3 separate regions of the Rattus norvegicus genome follow, and regions 1 and 3 are each linked to region 2. A link is a contact called in public Hi-C data. All regions are on one chromosome and are shown on one strand. The core of a region is the stretch at or near the end of the contact, and the rest is flanking DNA. Distances in the headings are between cores, read along the strand shown.

The links. Hi-C and Micro-C count contacts between places; a contact is called where the count stands out from the background.
Region 1: a contact with region 2 is called in a Hi-C map of liver, with 4 times the contacts expected there. The contact joins the promoter of Ing5 here to the promoter of Stk25 in region 2. A contact is called at or near these places in 5 of 12 Hi-C or Micro-C datasets (Schwann cells, frontal cortex, liver and 1 more) and 1 of 1 datasets of contacts at active chromatin or transcription factors (oligodendrocytes).
Region 3: a contact with region 2 is called in a Hi-C map of liver, with 6 times the contacts expected there. The contact joins the promoter of Septin2 here to the promoter of Stk25 in region 2. A contact is called at or near these places in 2 of 12 Hi-C or Micro-C datasets (liver and psoas muscle).

Annotation. Positions count from the first base shown.
Region 1 is chr9:101,772,537-101,775,418 of GRCr8, forward strand. It overlaps Ing5 (inhibitor of growth family, member 5), which reads left to right and starts at 1,360. Exons shown (of 8, transcript NM_001394332.1): 1 at 1,360-1,423. The coding sequence starts at 1,387.
Region 2 is chr9:101,620,028-101,622,919 of GRCr8, forward strand. Stk25 (serine/threonine kinase 25) reads right to left here and starts at 1,332. Exons shown (of 12, transcript NM_184049.1): 1 at 1,228-1,332; 2 at 980-1,065. The coding sequence starts at 1,009.
Region 3 is chr9:101,464,313-101,467,153 of GRCr8, forward strand. Septin2 (septin 2) reads left to right here and starts at 1,305. Exons shown (of 13, transcript NM_057148.2): 1 at 1,305-1,347. Hdlbp (high density lipoprotein binding protein) reads right to left here and starts at 1,067. Exons shown (of 28, transcript NM_172039.2): 1 at 994-1,067.

The DNA.
Region 1 (2,882 bases), core at 110-2,609, 150 kb after region 2:
TGTTCAAGGTCTATACAGACATTCGAACTAACGTCCAGTCAAAGATGTTCAGATGCCGGACACATATGTAAACATGCTCAACATAAACATATTGTTAGTAATCATACATTAAAAGAAGATAATTTCACATCTCTTCGAGAATAGCCCGAATCTACCAGGCTAACCATACAGCATGTGAAGCAAAGGAAACTGTTAGAGCAGATGAGAAGGCAAAGAAAGGAAGACAGCTTGGCTGTTTCTCAGGAAACCACTCTACTTTTAACATAAGGTCACTGTTTACCCAAATGAACTGGAAACTGTCTACAGAAAAACCTGCACACTGATTGTATCAGCTCCAGTCACAATTGCCTAAATATGGAGGCAGCTAAGACGTCCTCCAACAGGCAAACCGATAAACTGGTAGCTACACGGTGGCATAATTTAAGTAAAAAGTAAATCATCAAGACTCATTAGGACATGGAAGAACCAGAAATGCATGATAAATGCAGCCAGTCTGAAAAAACTATATACTGCAAAACGCGACTACATGACATCCTAGTAAAACAAAGCTACAGAAAAAATGTTTATTGATTACGTGTGTGTGTGTGTGTGTGTGTGTGTGTGTGTGTGTGTGCGCTCGCGCGCGCCTGAGTGTCTTATATTGTAGTGGACCGGAGGAATTAAAGGCAATGAAAATATTCTTCAGGATGCTAAAAGGGAGATACTAATATGTATTTGTCAGAAATATTAGACCTCACCAAGAATGGACTCTATGGTAACCACGGACTTTAGATAATAATGTAGCAGTATTGTTTCATTAAGTGTAACAGAGTTGTCGTAGGAATGTAAAATGTATTTTTGCAGGCACCCAGGCGTGCGTGGCTTCTTCACGAAGTGCTAGTCAGCGTGGCCACGCCCCCTCGGGACTAGACAGCCACAAAGAGCATCGATGTTAACCGATGCCGGAGAGGAGGCCCACTCAGCCAGGAGAAACCACAGGCGGCTGGTGTCGCCTCTTGGTCCGGCCAGACCCCAGGCAACGCGGGCAGAGCGGCAGGTATCGGCTGTCAGGCGTGGAGCCAGCACACGTGCAAGCGCGGTGCCTTGCCTAGAGCTCGACAGGGCACCATCAGGGATTGGAAATCGGCTGGAGCCAGAGAAGTACCTTCCACATTGCAAACTGCGAATCGAGCCCATCTCCCACCCACATTCTCTCAGGGCAAGCCCCACAGCGCCATCTGGCGACCGCAGCAGGCCGGAAGCATAGGGGTGGACCCCCGACATGCCCCGCCCCCGTTCCGGCCAATCGGAGCACGCGGCTCATGAATAGTGAGCGCGCGGCGCCGCCCCGCCCCGAGACCGCGGCACCGCCCGCTCGCGCAGACCCCGAGCGTGGCCGCAGCGAAGATGGCGACTGCCATGTACTTGGAGCACTATCTGGACAGTAAGCACTCTGGCCGAGCCGCCACCCGCGCGGGTCCGCGCCGCCGCCGCTCTCGGCCCATCGCGAATCGTTCGGGGCTCCGGGATGCGGAGGAGGATGGGGACAGATCATGGGGATTGTAGGGGGGGGTCTCACGGTCGGTCTGGGGCGGGGCCGCGGATGGAGGGCGTGGGGCGCGGCGCGGGGGTCCCGCCGCCTCCGCCGCGCCAATTCCAGGTGCGTCACGGAGGGGTGTGGCCTGCGGCTCAGCCCGCCTTCTCCGCTTCGGCCACACCCCTGACGCCGACCACGCCCCTCTCCCCTCCTCTCTACTTAGGACTGGGTTGCGAGGAGGTCCGCCTCTTCTTCACCTGCTGCTTGTGCTAAGATCGGTTGTAGAGAGCCAAAGCTACTGTGTTTGCCTGTGGAGCTGTAGGGAGGAGCTCTAGGCTAGTGGGGTGCGTTTTTCGAGGGAACTTGTGCTATCAAAGCTAGCCCGGCAAGGGAGGATGCCCTGTATAACGGGTTGACCTTTGACGTCCTGGGCATTGGTAACTCCGTTTATTTATAGACGGTGAGATTGGCTCCCGATAAAAATTAGGAGGAGGATTATTTCTCACTCTTTAGTGGAAGAATTGAAACCCTTTGGAGGGAGGTGGAAGAATTGAAACCCTTTGGAGGGAGGTGGAAGAATTGAAACCCTTTGGAGGGAGGTGGATCAAACCAATGGGGCGTCCATTTTCTACCTGGGCCTGGGCAGTGGGACTGCAAGGTGAACTTTTATTCTGATGTCCATCCAGTGGGCATTCTGATCGGTGAGTTCAAGGCGAGTTCATTTCACTGCTGGCATCGTGTGATGGTCCCTGTCTGCCCCCACCTACCCTGTGCCATTCACAACTCAATATTTCTCTTCAACTCACTGATTAATTGGAACACACGTTTTGTTAAATCTTTTTTTAAAAAAGATTTATTTATTTAATGTATGTGAGTACACTGTAGCTGTCTTCAGACACATCAGAAGAGGGCATCAGGTTACATTATAGATGGTTGTGAGCCACCATGTTGTTGCTGGGATTTGAACTCAGGACCTCTGGAAGAGCAGTCATCACTCTTAACCACTGAGCCATCTCTCTAGCCCTTGTTAAATCGTTTTAAAGCTCACAATATTAAGGCGTGGGGGTAAATAAAGATCCGGAAACTGCAGATAAGGGTCCCTCTGTCAGAGAGTAGAGAGGTCCACCAGGGGGTAGAAAGGTAAATACTGCCAGGGTCACAGGAGTAAAGCTGTAGACAGGAAGTTACAGGCTTAAAACAGCAAGTCTTATAAGATGTAGCCCTAAAATGCTGGCCTTGTGGGCTGTGGAGATACTTGAGCACAGAAAGACCTAGGGAGCAGCTGGAGCCTGCTGTAAACTTAAGGATTAAGACATAATCTGCACCAGGGGATGCAGGGTGGGCAGAAAAGCACCAGGGGTTTGAT
Region 2 (2,892 bases), core at 82-2,581:
TTTTTCTCTTTGAGAAAGGTCCACTAGCCATCATCTCTCTACTCCTTCACAGTTCATAGTTCCAATTTGTCATCCTGGGGGCCTACAGGAGCGAAGCCTAAGCGTCTTAAAAATAAACCAGAGGCAGATTTTTTTTTTCTCTCAGTGTGTTATATAATTAGAGGCGAAATGTCAAAAATGTATTAAAAATGTGTTAGCTTAACTCAGCATCAGTTAGCAAGCGCAGGATCCCATCTGTGACAGCTGGGACAAAAGCCCTACCCAACAGCTGTGAGGAGTCTTCCAGGCTGGTTTGGTTTCCTCCAAGGAGCCCTGCTTCCAGTTCCTGCCCACAAGCAGCGGATGGACACGCTTCCTGTCTGCACACCCAGTTCTCAAGGATGCAGGGAGAAGGGGGCGGTGGGGGGGGGGGGGGACGTCGGTTGCACTGTCCTCAAGAACTGATTCCCTCACTGTGCAACTGTCAAGCCGAAGCCTAACCAAACCGAGCCCTTAAAAAGCAAATCCCACAGCTAAAGCCAGAGAAAACCAGCCGGCAAGATATTCTACTTCACTAACGGCTGTCCTATTTGCTTTGAAATAACAACAACAATAAATAAATAAAGGCGAGAAAAGGGGTCCAGAGAGCAAACCACCGAGCCCTCTACCCCTATGCAGCCCCCATCTCCCTGCTGATGCAGTTCCATGTTGGGGTTCCATCCGTTAGCCAAGAAAGGAAAAGTCTATCTTCTGGGAAGGGGCTCCGAGCTTGGGTCAAGCAGGTTCTGCCCAGGGCAGGCTCCTGCACCTGTCCACACCAGCTCCAGAGCAGAACCCCTCACATAGCAGAGCTTCCCTCCCTGTGGTTCATGTCTTCCGCAGGCGCTGGCTCCGCCGCGCAGGCCAGAGCTACAACGGCCCGAAGACGCGCCCCGAGGCATTCGGCCTCCGCCCCTCTCCCGCCCCAAGTGGACAAATCCGCTCCGACGCCCACACTCACCTGGTGCGCGAAGCCCCTGAGGTGAGCCATGTCCCCGCTGACGTGACCAGTCCGTCGCAGCCGCTCCACCCGCTCGCCTCAAGCACCTGCAAGAAACCGCAGGCCGCTGGGTCAACAGCGGCCGGGGGAGCCGTTCCGTGGCGTCCCTTCACCCGCGACCTCCGGTCCCGCGCCCAGGGCCCCTGACCCGCCCCCAGGGCGTGCCCAGCCTCCCCAACATTCAGGCGAGGCCCGCTGGCAGCGCCCACCTCCGGGCGGCTCCATCCCGGACTCCCGGCCCGCTTCGCAGTCCCCACGGCGGCTCACACCGCAATTCGGTCTCCCGGAACGCCCAGGCCTCCCAGCCCGTGAGGTGGAGGCAGCGGCTCTGAGCAGGACGTCGTGGCGAGCGCGAAGCTCTGTGGGACTAGGAGTCCCGCAGCACGCCGGGTACCCCAGGCACGCAAAATTGAGACTACAAGTCCCAGCAGGCTGCGCGGTAGGCTTCGGAGTTACGCAAGTGCTCTGAGGCCCTGATGGCGTCAGACTACATGTCCCAGGAGAACATGCGGTGGGAGGTCGTGTGGAGAGGCAATAATACGCCACAGACTAGATCCGAACCTTGAGAGACAACCCGGGCTGGGCCGCCCCTGCCGTCAGGCCGCGCGGTGTGACGGGTGCAGCGCGTGCGCAGTTGCCTTACGTCTTCAAACCCCACCCACCCATCCTCAGCCCTCTTCTTATTTTCCCAGCTCTGTTTGCTCAGTCTCTGGGACCCACCCATACTATGTACCTTGAGTGCAAACCCATATTACCCTCAGGTCTTGGTGCTTCAGCTTTAACCGCAGTGCCACCCTTTTGTCTGCACTTAGCAACACACACACACACCCTTAGAGAAGTCTTGGGCAAGTGCTTCTCTCCTGCCTCAGTTTCCCTATCTGAAAAGGTGTAATCGTATGCCCCCAGGACATGACCTGGTTCTGGGAAGACTTGTGTGATCCAGCATGGTTTCCCAACGCTGGAAGATGCCCTTCGTCCTGTGAATTCAAACCGAGTGACCCTGTCAGCAGTGACCATTTCTATGCAGTCTCTTAGTGCTCCACTGGAGGGAGATTTGACTCAGTACTGTGTCCTTTCTGCTGAATCAACACCTATGATGGCTCAGTGCAAATCACCATAATGTCCCCACTCCCCAGCTCACGAAGGCTTTTTGTTTCTGTTCTCTGGTGGATTTTCGTCTTGGGCACCATCCGGGGCCTTCTTAAACCTTGCATCCAAGACTTGCATCTGACTCTCCAAGCTTTACTACATGTCGATTAGGTTTTGTTTGCTGTGTTTCTCCCCAGAAGAAAATAGACTTCCAACAAACAGGCCTTGCACTGGGTCCTGAAGCACTGTGGTCCCCCCAAGGCATAAACAATAGTGGAGGTGGAGGGGGGCGGACAACTATTTTTATTGCCTTTGAAAAAGACCATCTCTAAGATGGTCTTCAGGGTAGCCTGACAGTATGGGTCCATTCCCGATCCCTCCTATAACTAAGTCTGACATTTGGCAAGGTCTACTCTGTTAAGACTTTTTATATGTACACATGTGTGTATGTCACATGTGAACAGGAACCTACTGAGACCTGAAAAGACTTGGATCTCCTGGAGCTGGAGTTACAGAGGGGCTATGTGCTAAATGACATGGGTGCGAGAACTAAATTCTGGTACTCTGGAAGAGCAACAAGAGCTCTTAAGGGTTGAGGCATCTCTGTAGGCCTTTGACTTTGTTTTTAAAGACAGGATCTCATTCTGTAGCCTTGGCTGGCCAAACATTCTCTGTAGAGCCAATTTTGGCCTCAAATTCACAGCAATTCTGCCTCTGCCTACCAAGTGCTGGGATTATACATGTGGACCACTAGACTCCATGTGAAAAGCCCTACTTGTGAGATT
Region 3 (2,841 bases), core at 55-2,554, 160 kb before region 2:
TGAGTATGGAGCAAAACCCAAAGCTGAAGGGCGAGCCAAGTTATAAATGAAGATTATAACCCTCCAGTTTTCCCCAGACTTTATCCTTGTCTGTAAGCATAATAAAACCCAAGTCAGCCTCTTTCGGTTCACAGTTCTACCGTATGCAAACACCATGCCCAGTCGAACCTTCAACCTTCTAATTCAGACAGGATATACAGTGTAGCCTCGAGCACCGGGATACTTTTCAAAGTAATAACGCACAAAAAACACCTCCTCACAACAAGGCATGTGTCAAAACAGCTTGGAATACCGACACTGTGCGCATCACCCACTAGGGTCGCGCGATGGCTATCTCTTCTCAGGCGAGGTACTCTAGGGTGTTTTCCTATAGAAAGGCCTTGGTGCAAGGCCTAGGTAGGAGTTTACGATCGCTGACCAGCTAGGGGACCTCCTGGGATAGAGGGAAGGACAACCGAGCCAGGCCGCAGCCCAGTACTGCACCTTCCCAGCTAGCTTCAAGCCGGCCGCAGCGAGCAGGGAATGCCGCAGATCTCACCGCCCGCCCCAGACTGAAAGAGGGTAGGGGGCCGTGCCGGCTCCGCCCTCCCCCGCGGGGCATGGGCTCACGACCACACAGGAAGGCCACGTCCCCAGGGACAAGCACCACTCTATGGTGAGCGTGGTGGTGGGGGGTCAAACCCACGTGACCAGCGCGTAGCCAATACCGGGATGACAGCCTGCCATAGAGACGGCCCGGGAGGCGGCTAGAGATGCCCGCCGGCAAGTCAGAGGCGCCTGCCTATCCCCGCTCGGTGCTCCTAGCTCGGTGCTGCCGCCATCTTCCTGGAGGAAAGGGCAGAGGCAAAGGGCTCCCTCCCCTTCATTGCTCCGCACTCACGCTTCCACCTACCCGCCCCCGGTTGTCTCTCGCTCTCAGTGGACACCTCATTCTTTCCTAATAAATATCCTTCCCCCAACTCTAGTTTCCCACAAAGCGGATAATCTCATTACCTGCTCCTCTTTTATTAGCGTGAGGAATCCAAGCTCATAAGGTAGGAACTGTGGCGAAACAGGAACAAGACGCCATCTTGGTAAAGGAGAAGAGGCTACGCTTGACCTCCCCCCGCCCCCAGCCTCTATATGGCCAACCGCCGTGGGAGGGGCACAGCGCCTGCGCAGAGGCGGACGAGAGGATCCTGTCCACGCTTGCGCTCTGCTAGCAACCGCGGGGGAGGGGACTACTCGGGGCCCAGGAAGGAGTTGGCAAGGGGCGGGACGGCGCGATGACGCAATCTGTTCGCGCGCGCTGCTGGGCGGGGCAGGTCCGTGCTGTCGCCTGACGGGCATTCTCTGGCGTGTTAGCGGGTAAGTGTGGGGCAATGTGAACCCACTGTCGCTCGGGCTCGAGTCCGGCTGGCCGTCCAGAGGAAGTGCTAGAGTTCTCTCCTCGCCCCGGCCGCTCAGGCTGTGATAACGAGTACGGAAGTGGAGCGCGTGGGGGAGGGGCGGCCGCGCCCTTAGTCCGTGGCTCCAGCGATGGATGCCTGGCCGGTGTCGTCCCTTTGAGGACAACTGGACAGGCGGCCCCCATCTGGGTGATTCTACTGGCCAGGTTCAGGACATCGGGGCGGGCGTGGCTGGCCCCTATGAAGTTACCGCGCACAGTAGTGGAGAGTCGGGCGTTTAACGTTGGCGGATGGAGTTGGGTGAGGCAGCATTAGATTCGTATCTACGAAGCACTTGTGCTTGTGTGGTCATCTTCTCACTTAACGGTGCCATTTCGTCCTGAGGATGTGAAAGACTAGTCATCCTGGGATGTTAATGAAGTTCTCCAACTGGAGGTAGTGATAGGCTCATTGAAGAGAGTGGTCTTGTCTGCTGTGGCCTTCCCCGAGGTAGACAAAGGGCTGCAGCAGTATAAGTGACCGGGGAAAGGGAGCTTGTAGTGGAGGCCGTTAAAGGAGAAGCGATGAAGTCTAACTCTGAAGCGGACCGTAGGCCCAGACCACGCCTGACTGACCCTTTTGTATCTTCCGGTCTCATTTGTTAGTGGCGCCTTGCCTGGTCCTGTACTACCTTAGCAGACTCTTAACACATAGAACTTCTAGTTCAAACCACTGTGGCCTCTATGACTGGCCTTAATCCAGTTTACTCCTCGTGTCTGGAGCGTAGTTAAACTCGCACATTCTCTGTCTTCTCCTTATCTGTTGTGTAGTTCCGTCCTAATTGCTGCTTGTTATTCAGGACTCTGGATTCGATATCCTTTAGACAGATTAGGTGTTTCTCTGGCGTCAAGTATTGGGGTCCCTACTGCCTAGCAAGGGATTTAAGTCTTAGGTCCTCAAGTATTTCCTTCGTAGCGAAAATTGTTTTAGTATCTCAGATACATTTTTAAATCTGTCTTGTAAACATAAGGAAAACAGGGTTCTGTAGGGGTCATAAAAGCTGTTTCTTCACGATGCTTCTAGTTTGAGACTCCTTATTGTCAATGGCTTTTTTGGTAGGTGCCATTCAGGAATTCTTTGTAATACCCATACAAACTGTCAGTGTGTGGTTTTATATCTAATTTTGGTGATGATTTTCTTAGTTGTAAGGGCTGTCCTGCCTTTTTTCAATTTTTCCATCTAGAAGGTTTTTTCCCTTCAGAGCACCACAGCCCAGTAAAGAAGAGCTTTTAAAATGAGATGAGATTCTCTCTGTGGACTAGTTTGGTAACCTAGGGAAAGGAGGTGGGGCCTCCCTCTATTGTCATTCATGAGTGTAATTCAGCTCCCTTTGACTGTGGCTTGCTGCCCCAAACTCCTTTAAAAGGGTTGTCTTTCATAATGTGCTTGTACAGTCCTCAAATCAAAGGAGAGT